Regions from separate parts of the Hordeum vulgare genome. Here region 1 is linked to region 2. The links are chromatin contacts, called in public Hi-C maps. All regions are on one chromosome and are shown on one strand. The core of a region is the stretch at or near the end of the contact, and the rest is flanking DNA. Distances in the headings are between cores, read along the strand shown. Region 1 holds the start of LOC123439122 (protein tfg-1-like). Region 2 holds the start of LOC123439118.

Region 1 (3,972 bases), core at 902-3,401, 62 kb before region 2:
GAACGACTGGCTCGTCGATCCGATGCAAAGAGTAGCTTGCGTGCAAAGGCAAAACGGGACTTGAGTACTTAATTACTCGAGAGGATGCATGACTAGGTGCGTACGTACGTTTCATCGGATATATATGCTACCGGGATTGATTGGCCGGCTAGGTACGTAGCCTCGTGTGTGATGTGTTACTAGTTTCGATGGTACATATCGTCGGTGCGGTGGTGTCGATCGGTGGACACGAAGAGGCCAAGCATGCGTGTTGTCACGTACGTACGCATGTACGCACCCGATCGGCGCCCTAGCTAGCTAGCATGCATAATCGATGGTCACCATGCATGCTCTAGCTACTCAGCCTGACAGTACTTATCTTGTTTCCTTGCTTTCCCCCAAACTCCAACGTAGCCAGCTGCGCGCTGCCCTTCCCCCGCTTCCTCTTTTGATCGATTCCTTGCTTGTCCGGCGCCATGCATCATGCCGATCGATCAGCGACGATCCACACGGAAACTTTCCTGCACCTCGCAAAGCTCTCAACTTTTTCCGGAAGTTGCTCGTCACGGGCCGGGAAAAGCCGCCTTTCCACGTCAACCTTGCACCTCTCCTGGAAAACATTTTCACAAGTCGATTGTCAAGCTAGCCTAAGTACATACATTCTTCTTTGGCGGGGAGACAATTACTGCACATGCATTCTCAAAACAATTACTACTCACAACACGGGAAATTAGTACTCCCTTCATCCGAAAATACTTATTATACTCCATCCGTTCATAAATATTTGTCTTTTTAAGAAATTTCACTACAAACTAAGTATGGATGTATATAGACATAATTTAAAGTGTAGATTCATTTATTTTGCTTCGTATGTAGTCCGTAGTTGAATCTTTAAAAAGATAAATATTTAAAACGGAGGGAGTAGAAATGAATGTATATCTAGATGTATTTTAGTACGTAAGATACATATAATTTTATACATTTACGCGACAAGTATTTCTGAACGGAGGGAGTAGTATATATGCCACTACTAGACGAGTACATTAATAACACGAAGAAAAAGGAAGAGGCACTCAGAGAAAGGCACAAGATTCTTGAGATCACCAGCTAGCCACATATATTATGCTCCCAAGAAAACTAGCCAGCACCAGCAATATATAGTTGCTCGCTCCACTCACCACCCAAAAGCCAACTGAGCAATGAATCAATATGTAGGGAGTACTACCATCGATGGATACTAGTAGATATTATGCATGGCTAATAATAATGGCACCCCATTATCTTATACATCAAGTATATATGAAGAATTGATGGACTACGAACTGAAAGTATAGCTAGTAACTGATCGATGATGACCGTACTAGTAACCGACGAGAGCAGCAGCGGCAGTTGCGGCGGCCACCAAGCAGAGCACGGCCGCCCACGCGCTCCCCGTTGTTGCCACCGCCGACGAGGACGGCGGGGACCGGTAGTACCATGGGTACCACGGCAGGATCGGGTTGGGCGGGGGCGGCGCCGGCCCGTAGTTCCCGCCACCTCCTCCACCGCCTCCGCCTCCTCCGCCACCCCCGCCGGAGGGAGGCTGGTAGTAGCCGGGAATGTAGCCGCCAGAGGGCGGAGGGTTGCTCCAGTACGAGGGCGACGGCGGCGCGTTCCCGGAGGAGGACGGGGGCGGGTACCCGTAGCCGGAGCCGGACGGCGCGGAGGGCGGCGGCGGGCAGTCGGCGGTGGAGGCCGGCGGCGTGGGCGGCGGCAGCAGGCACGGGTAGGGGCAGTCGGCCTGGTAGGAGGTGTCGGCGGCTGCGGCGTCGAGGAGCGGCGCGGAGAAGACGAGGATGACCAGCAGCCTGTAGGACGCCATGGCAGCTGAGAGCGACGGGAGTGCGGTGTAGGCAAGCCGGTGATGCTGTCTGTGCGTGAGAGCGATGGCAGTGGAGTGTGGCTACTGCCTACTGCATGCGGTGGTGTGTGAATGATGGCGAGCTGATGGAGGGAAGTGGAAGAAGGTGATGGAGACGTGAGGGGGAAGAAGAGGTGTTGGGGGTTTATAATCGGGATTGGGGAGGAGGTGGAAAGGAATGGGGGAGTGGTTTCGATGTGTTGTTAAGTGTACCTGCTAAAATGCAGTGCTAATTGATGCCACTGTGCCAAGGATTGTGCTGGTAAAGTGATGTTGCTAGCTACTCTACTACTTAATTCAAAGGGCTGGCCACATGTAGCTAGCTAGTACTAGTGGTATATGTAAGGGTTGGGCCGGGTTTCGGGCTGGGCTTTCCATCAGTATACTACCAAACCAAAGCCCAACCGGAGGCGAAAAATTGCGGTGGTAAATTGATTTTAGTTGATTCGTGGGGAGATCTAAAACAAGCTGATTCGAGGGGAGCATATGTAGCTAGTCTAGCTCAGCCCGAGTCCTCCTATTTTTTTAAAAGAAAACGCTTTCCATCAGTATACTGATAGGAGGAAATCACCAGCCGTCTGTTAGGCCGTCGATCCCATCCAACGTCACGTATTTGCCATATATATATCCTTCTTACAGCTTCATCCCCCCATCCCATGTTCACCAAACCCTAACCTGCTACTACCGATCTCTCTCCTCGACGTGGTTGGTCTCGTCAAATGCAAAGCGCCGACAACTCCCGACAAGCCGATTCGATCTCATGCCGCCGGAAGCCTCGGCGATGGCGAGATCGTCTTGTCCCCTCATACCGTGGCGGCGAGGTGGAGACACTCTGTGGGAGGTAGCCGCCAGAGCAACAAATTCAACACCGGTGGATGGCAGGCCCGCATGGTCTCCACGGCCTTGCTCCACCGTTCCCGCCACCACGCTCGATCTTTTCGGCATGCTGCCGTGCCCACGACCATCTTCCACAGTACTATTCACAAATGGTAAAGAGAATTCCACGGGGAGCCCCTAATGCATGTTTATCCTCCACGCGTCTACGTTGTCTGTAGCCACCGTTTCCATGCCGACACCGCCTACACGTCTACTCTATGTATAATCATGAGGCGTGCCAGTGTGGGTGCTTCCATGGTCTGGCCAGTGTGCCCCTTGCGGATGTGGAATCAGCATCACGGTGGACCATAGTGACATTGTGCCGAGAAGAAGATAGCCCCTTGACCATTCTTGTACATAGAAGCAAATTCTGGCATCATAAGAAGCAAATACTATTTCCGTTGGAAGCATTTTTTCATTGGATAAGAAAAAATCAATAATGTTTTCTTCCATGTCAAAATTTATTCTCTTTTTGTAGGCAATTTAGATCTGAGAGAGTATTTGTAACTTGGAAAGCAAACCCTATTTTTTTGTGTAAGCAGATTATTTTGTCTCTTTGGAGAAGTAAGCATATTATTTTCTACGTCGTAAACGAACTACGTACCCAAATGTGTTGGGCGTAATCTTGTTGGACAAATGAAACAAGATATTCTAGATAAGAAGCAAATTGAAATTACACTTCACTTGGAGACAATTTTTTACATATGGAAGCATACTGCATGACCTAAAAATGGAAGTTAATTCCTCAATTGATGGAAACATAAATTACTGTGGAAAACCCCCATCTCGACGCAGTTCCTTCGGAAGCAAAAGTGAATAAGAATGGAAACAAAAATTTCAAGAATGAAAACAAAACCTTCTTGTAAAGCCACGAACAATATCTCGTAGAATGCCAATTTGGAACAATTATTACAGTCCTTACTATTCAAAATTAGTTTGCTAAATGTATGGAAACATTTATTTGGTTTCTTAAATAACGGGTGTAGTTATTAGCAAATCCACGTAATTAGCTCCATCAAGTTTTAATTTTATTTGAAAACTGCGCACTATGTGCACACAGGCGACCCTGCCCATCCAACGGCTATACATGCTTCCATCCAACGACTCAATATTGGCCTGATAGGAAGCTAGGATCTGTAGTCTGATCCCTAGTGGTTCCCACATATATATTTGAGCACATGCATAACAATTTATCAAAATATTATAGAAATTTCAGA
Region 2 (4,073 bases), core at 1,173-3,672:
GCTGTCCGCCCCGTCGCCGCCCGTTCGCCGCCCCGTCGTCCCGTTTTCTGCCTCGGTTCGTCCCCCCCCCCCCCCCCCCCCCCCCCGTCGCCCCGTTTCTGCGTTGGTTCTTCCCCCGTCGCCCCGTTTCTGCATCGCTGGAGTTTTTTGGTCCGCATGGATATGTGAACAAGTGTATTTTATTGGGTGCAACATGAACTTATAAGTCCCTGTAAACAAACAGATAGGGACTTATGACTTATAAGTTGGGACTTAAAAAAGTCTTAGGACTTATGAAACAAACAAGGCCTCAGTCGATCGATCCTACCATACAAGCCCTACCAGCCTACCACCACTAGAAAGAAAAAAGAAAGAACACACATCTTTCTCTGCATCTTTTATTTTCTAGCTAGTCGGCCGCTGAAAGCCTGAAAGTGACCGGAATGTTTTTCATTTCTTTCGTGCGTGTGTGTGTGTCTATCTATGTATCGGTAGGCACGGAACAATATGTGCTTGGAATAAATCGGAGTTTCCAAGTGCCGGATGGATGGATAGAAACTGCTTCTGCTACGTGGTGCTACTTTTTGAATTTATTCTTGAGCAGGGACTACAGATTTATTCTGCTCCTGCCATGTCGGCGGTTAGTGGGTCTTGAGAACGTTGAGACGCGCCTAATCATCTTCGTCTTCTGCCCTTGTTTTTCTCTTTGGTGATAGCGAGAGATTTGGTTGAGGCCTTGACGCGTCAGTGATGTCCGTTCTGAAAACCCTCCTACAAGTGATGAGTAACTCCCTGCCAAATGGCAGGTTCTTGATGTGGCTCCTAAATTACTTCAGTTTCTTTCTTTTTCAGTTACTCTGCCTTTCTGACACAAGGTTATTGTGCACTACTGTGAACCCCCACAGCAATCATCTTCATCTTGTGCTGGTTTATTCCTTGGTGATGACATTGAGATGTTTGGTTTGAAGCATTGACGCTTCGGTGATGCTGGCCATATGGAAAGGTTTCTTTCTTTCTTTCTTGGAAAGGTTTGTAGTAGCTTTAATTGCAGCAATTGATACTCATATTCAGTTCTACCTACATTCGTGTTTCTTCAGGAAATGAAGCAGTAGGAAATTATTCACAGGCACCAGTAACCGTAGGTTCAGTACTACTTCATTCTTAATAAAATGGCTGCATGCATCACTCGATGCAGAGGCCGGGGCGATGCCTGCTTTTCGAAAAAAAAAACCGTAGGTTCAGTACTGATCTTTCTACTTCTTCACTTACTTTGGCCGCAACAGAAAATAAATGAATGAACCCAGGAACTGACCAAGCATGGGCTTGTGCTCTGAAAGACTGTTTGGTCATTGCCATGTGTGACAGCACCACAAGGTGATAGTACTAGCGTCCAACAGTGCTGCCAAGACTTGATTAACATTCTCAAGCAAGAATATATGCATGTTCCAGAATCCAGGCCATGCATCTCAACATCTGATAAAGCACCAATCATACATACACAGATCCAAATGGTACTACTCCATGTGTATTATCAGGTCTAACAGAGCCCCAGCATCCATCCAGTTGCAGCGAAAAGAACAAAATCAATCAGAAAAAGAAGAAGATGATGCGAAAAGGAGGAACCCAACCGATCCCTTTTAGATTGTTTGTTCGTAGCCTATTGAACTGGAATTAAGACCTACGATTACATACATATGTAGAGTATATCATATGAGATTTAGACATCAGCACAACGGTGGAACTGAATCTCCTGATGAACTCGCGCCTACAGTACATCCGTCAGACAGAATCACTGCTGCAGGAGCAGCAAGAAAGCAGAGCACACGGCGGCCACAGCCAGCCATGGGGCCGTTCTAGTGGGTCTCGCCGTCGCTGCCGCCGCGAGGAACCCCGCGTCCTGGGGGAACCCCGACCTCGGCGTCGGCGTCGACGACGGCTGCTGCTCCCAGGGGAAGGGCCCGATCGCCGGCGGCCTCTGCGGGCAGAAGGGGAACTGCGTCGGCGACGTCACCGTCGGCGGCGTGCCCGGGACGGGGCACGGCGGCACGCACTGCGGGCCCGTGCACAGGCACACCGTGCCGTTGCCACCGTCCGCCCGCGCGCCGTCCGCCGACAGCAGCAACAACCACATCCACGCGCCCGCGACGAGCATGACCGCCGCCCGCGGAGACGACGGCATCGTCAGCCGCTCGCCGGCCGCCGCTTCCCCGGTCGGAATCTTCTTTTTGGGTGACGGTGGGTGGGTGGGTGGGTGGGTGGAGGCGGCACCGCTGTAGCAGCGATGAGCGTGGTGCGGCTGGAGGCTGGGGGCGTCCCTACCCTGCCACGCCCGATTGGTTAAGTAGCGGTGGAGATAGAGACGTGACGTCCCGTCCATGGCCACGGTGAAACCACCGCGACCGGATAACAACGGCGGTGACGACCGCCATTAGCGAGGGTCATGCGGGTTTCCAATTAAGCTCGGGTGAGGTTGCGACGTCGCGATCGTCGCCGGGCGTCGGTGCGATCAACGGTACAGAAGTTGAAAGATGAGACCTTTGGCTTTGGGCAGCTAGTGCCTAGTGGTGGCGAGTGACAACAACGATGGTGACATCCGTCCATGGAAAAGAAGCGTTTGCTTCTTCACTGAACTGAACTTGTGAAGTGTGCTGCAGACGTTAGTTAGTTAGCTAGTTAGTTAATTACAGGTGCTGTTCACAAGACGTCAGTACATCTTCAGTTAATGTCAGCATACATACATACATCGATGATGGATCACTTCAGTTGACAGGTACTAGTAGTAAGTAAGCAAGCAAGTAAAGGAGGGAGTGACAAGTGTGCCAACACTGTCCAGTAACCTCCCTCTCAATCATCTTATCCGTGGATAGGATACGCTACTGACTGTCTGGTCAGTTTCAGTTAGAATCGGGTACATGAACTGCTGTTGCCTGTTGCTTCACTGCTGCTCGACCATCCTTCCTCCTCGTTGAAGCAGCAAGCAAGGTCCCCTTTCCGAATCATGGCATCCTGCATGATCCCACTGCATGATCTGCCTGCCTCCCTGAAATCATGCATGCGGCTTACTCACTGCAGGCAAGGAGTTTGGAGCGTTTTGCAAGATGGTTTCAGGGTACAGCGGTGGAGAGAGGAGGGGTGTGGGTGGATGGGGACTGCGCACCAAATCCCACGACTGCTTTGGCTTGACCCTGATCGCAGGCTATTGATTGAAATAAATAAAGCCAAGTGGGCAGCAACAACAACTGGAAGGCAGCAAGCACTTTTGGTCTGGCCCTATCCTTCCTTCCTGTCTTCAGTCCTTCCCTCACGAACAACCTGATTTCCTCTCTTCTTCTTTTTTTGCCTTATTATTCAAGAGTACCCCTGCTTCTCAATTCGCATGGTGTTGTAGATGTTCTCTGACTCCCCCCCACAGATTACAACCGTCGATGTCAACATGAAACACTAAGAAACTGTGCTTGCCTGTGTCAGCTTTTGGTTCTAACTACTGTACCTGCTTGGCATGGAACAGATTGGGTGAAGTAAACCATGGAGGTCAGGTGGCTGCACATCACAGGTTGTTGCCATGTGACCATCGGTAAAAAGATTTGTCATGTCGACGGGTCTGATCCTGTTCTCAACTTCTTCTTCCACAACAAAGTCTTGCTATGATACTTTGGAGGAGTTTCTCTTTGGGAGTGACTAATGAACAGTCGTCTGTTTTTAAATTCATGTCAGGTCGTTTTTTGTTCCAATAGCTGATTGACACGTGTCTAAGTATGGTTCTAACTACTGTACCTTTTTTTTTAGAAAAGGGGGATTACCTCCGGCCTCTGCATCAGTCTATCTTCTGTACCTGCTTGGCATGGAACAGATTGGGTGAAGTAAACCATGGTGGTCAGGTGGCTGCACATCACATGTTGTTGCCATGTGACCATCGGTAAAAAAGATTTATCATGTCGACGGGTCTGATCCTGTTCTCAACTTCTTCTTCCACAACAACATCTTGCTACTTCCAGATGATACTTTGGAGGAGTTTCTCTTTTCCAGATGATGAAGTGTGTACGTTCCTACTTCTTATGGTGGTGATTCTCGGTTCTGCCGAAAAGAAGACATGG

What was found. A called contact is a pair of places that touch in the nucleus more often than the background predicts.
Region 1: a contact with region 2 is called in a Hi-C map of leaf, with 2.2 times the contacts expected there. The contact joins the promoter of LOC123439122 here to the promoter of LOC123439118 in region 2. A contact is called at or near these places in 3 of 6 Hi-C or Micro-C datasets (all in leaf) and 1 of 1 datasets of contacts at active chromatin or transcription factors (embryo).

What each region holds. Positions count from the first base shown.
Region 1 is chr3H:2,613,290-2,617,261 of MorexV3_pseudomolecules_assembly, reverse strand. LOC123439122 (protein tfg-1-like) reads right to left here and starts at 2,151. Exons shown (of 2, transcript XM_045115869.1): 1 at 1,341-2,151; 2 at 273-589. The coding sequence starts at 1,840. The coding sequence ends at 589.
Region 2 is chr3H:2,551,941-2,556,013 of MorexV3_pseudomolecules_assembly, reverse strand. It overlaps LOC123439118, which reads right to left and starts at 2,422. Exons shown (of 1, transcript XM_045115866.1): 1 at 1,364-2,422. The coding sequence starts at 2,356. The coding sequence ends at 1,769.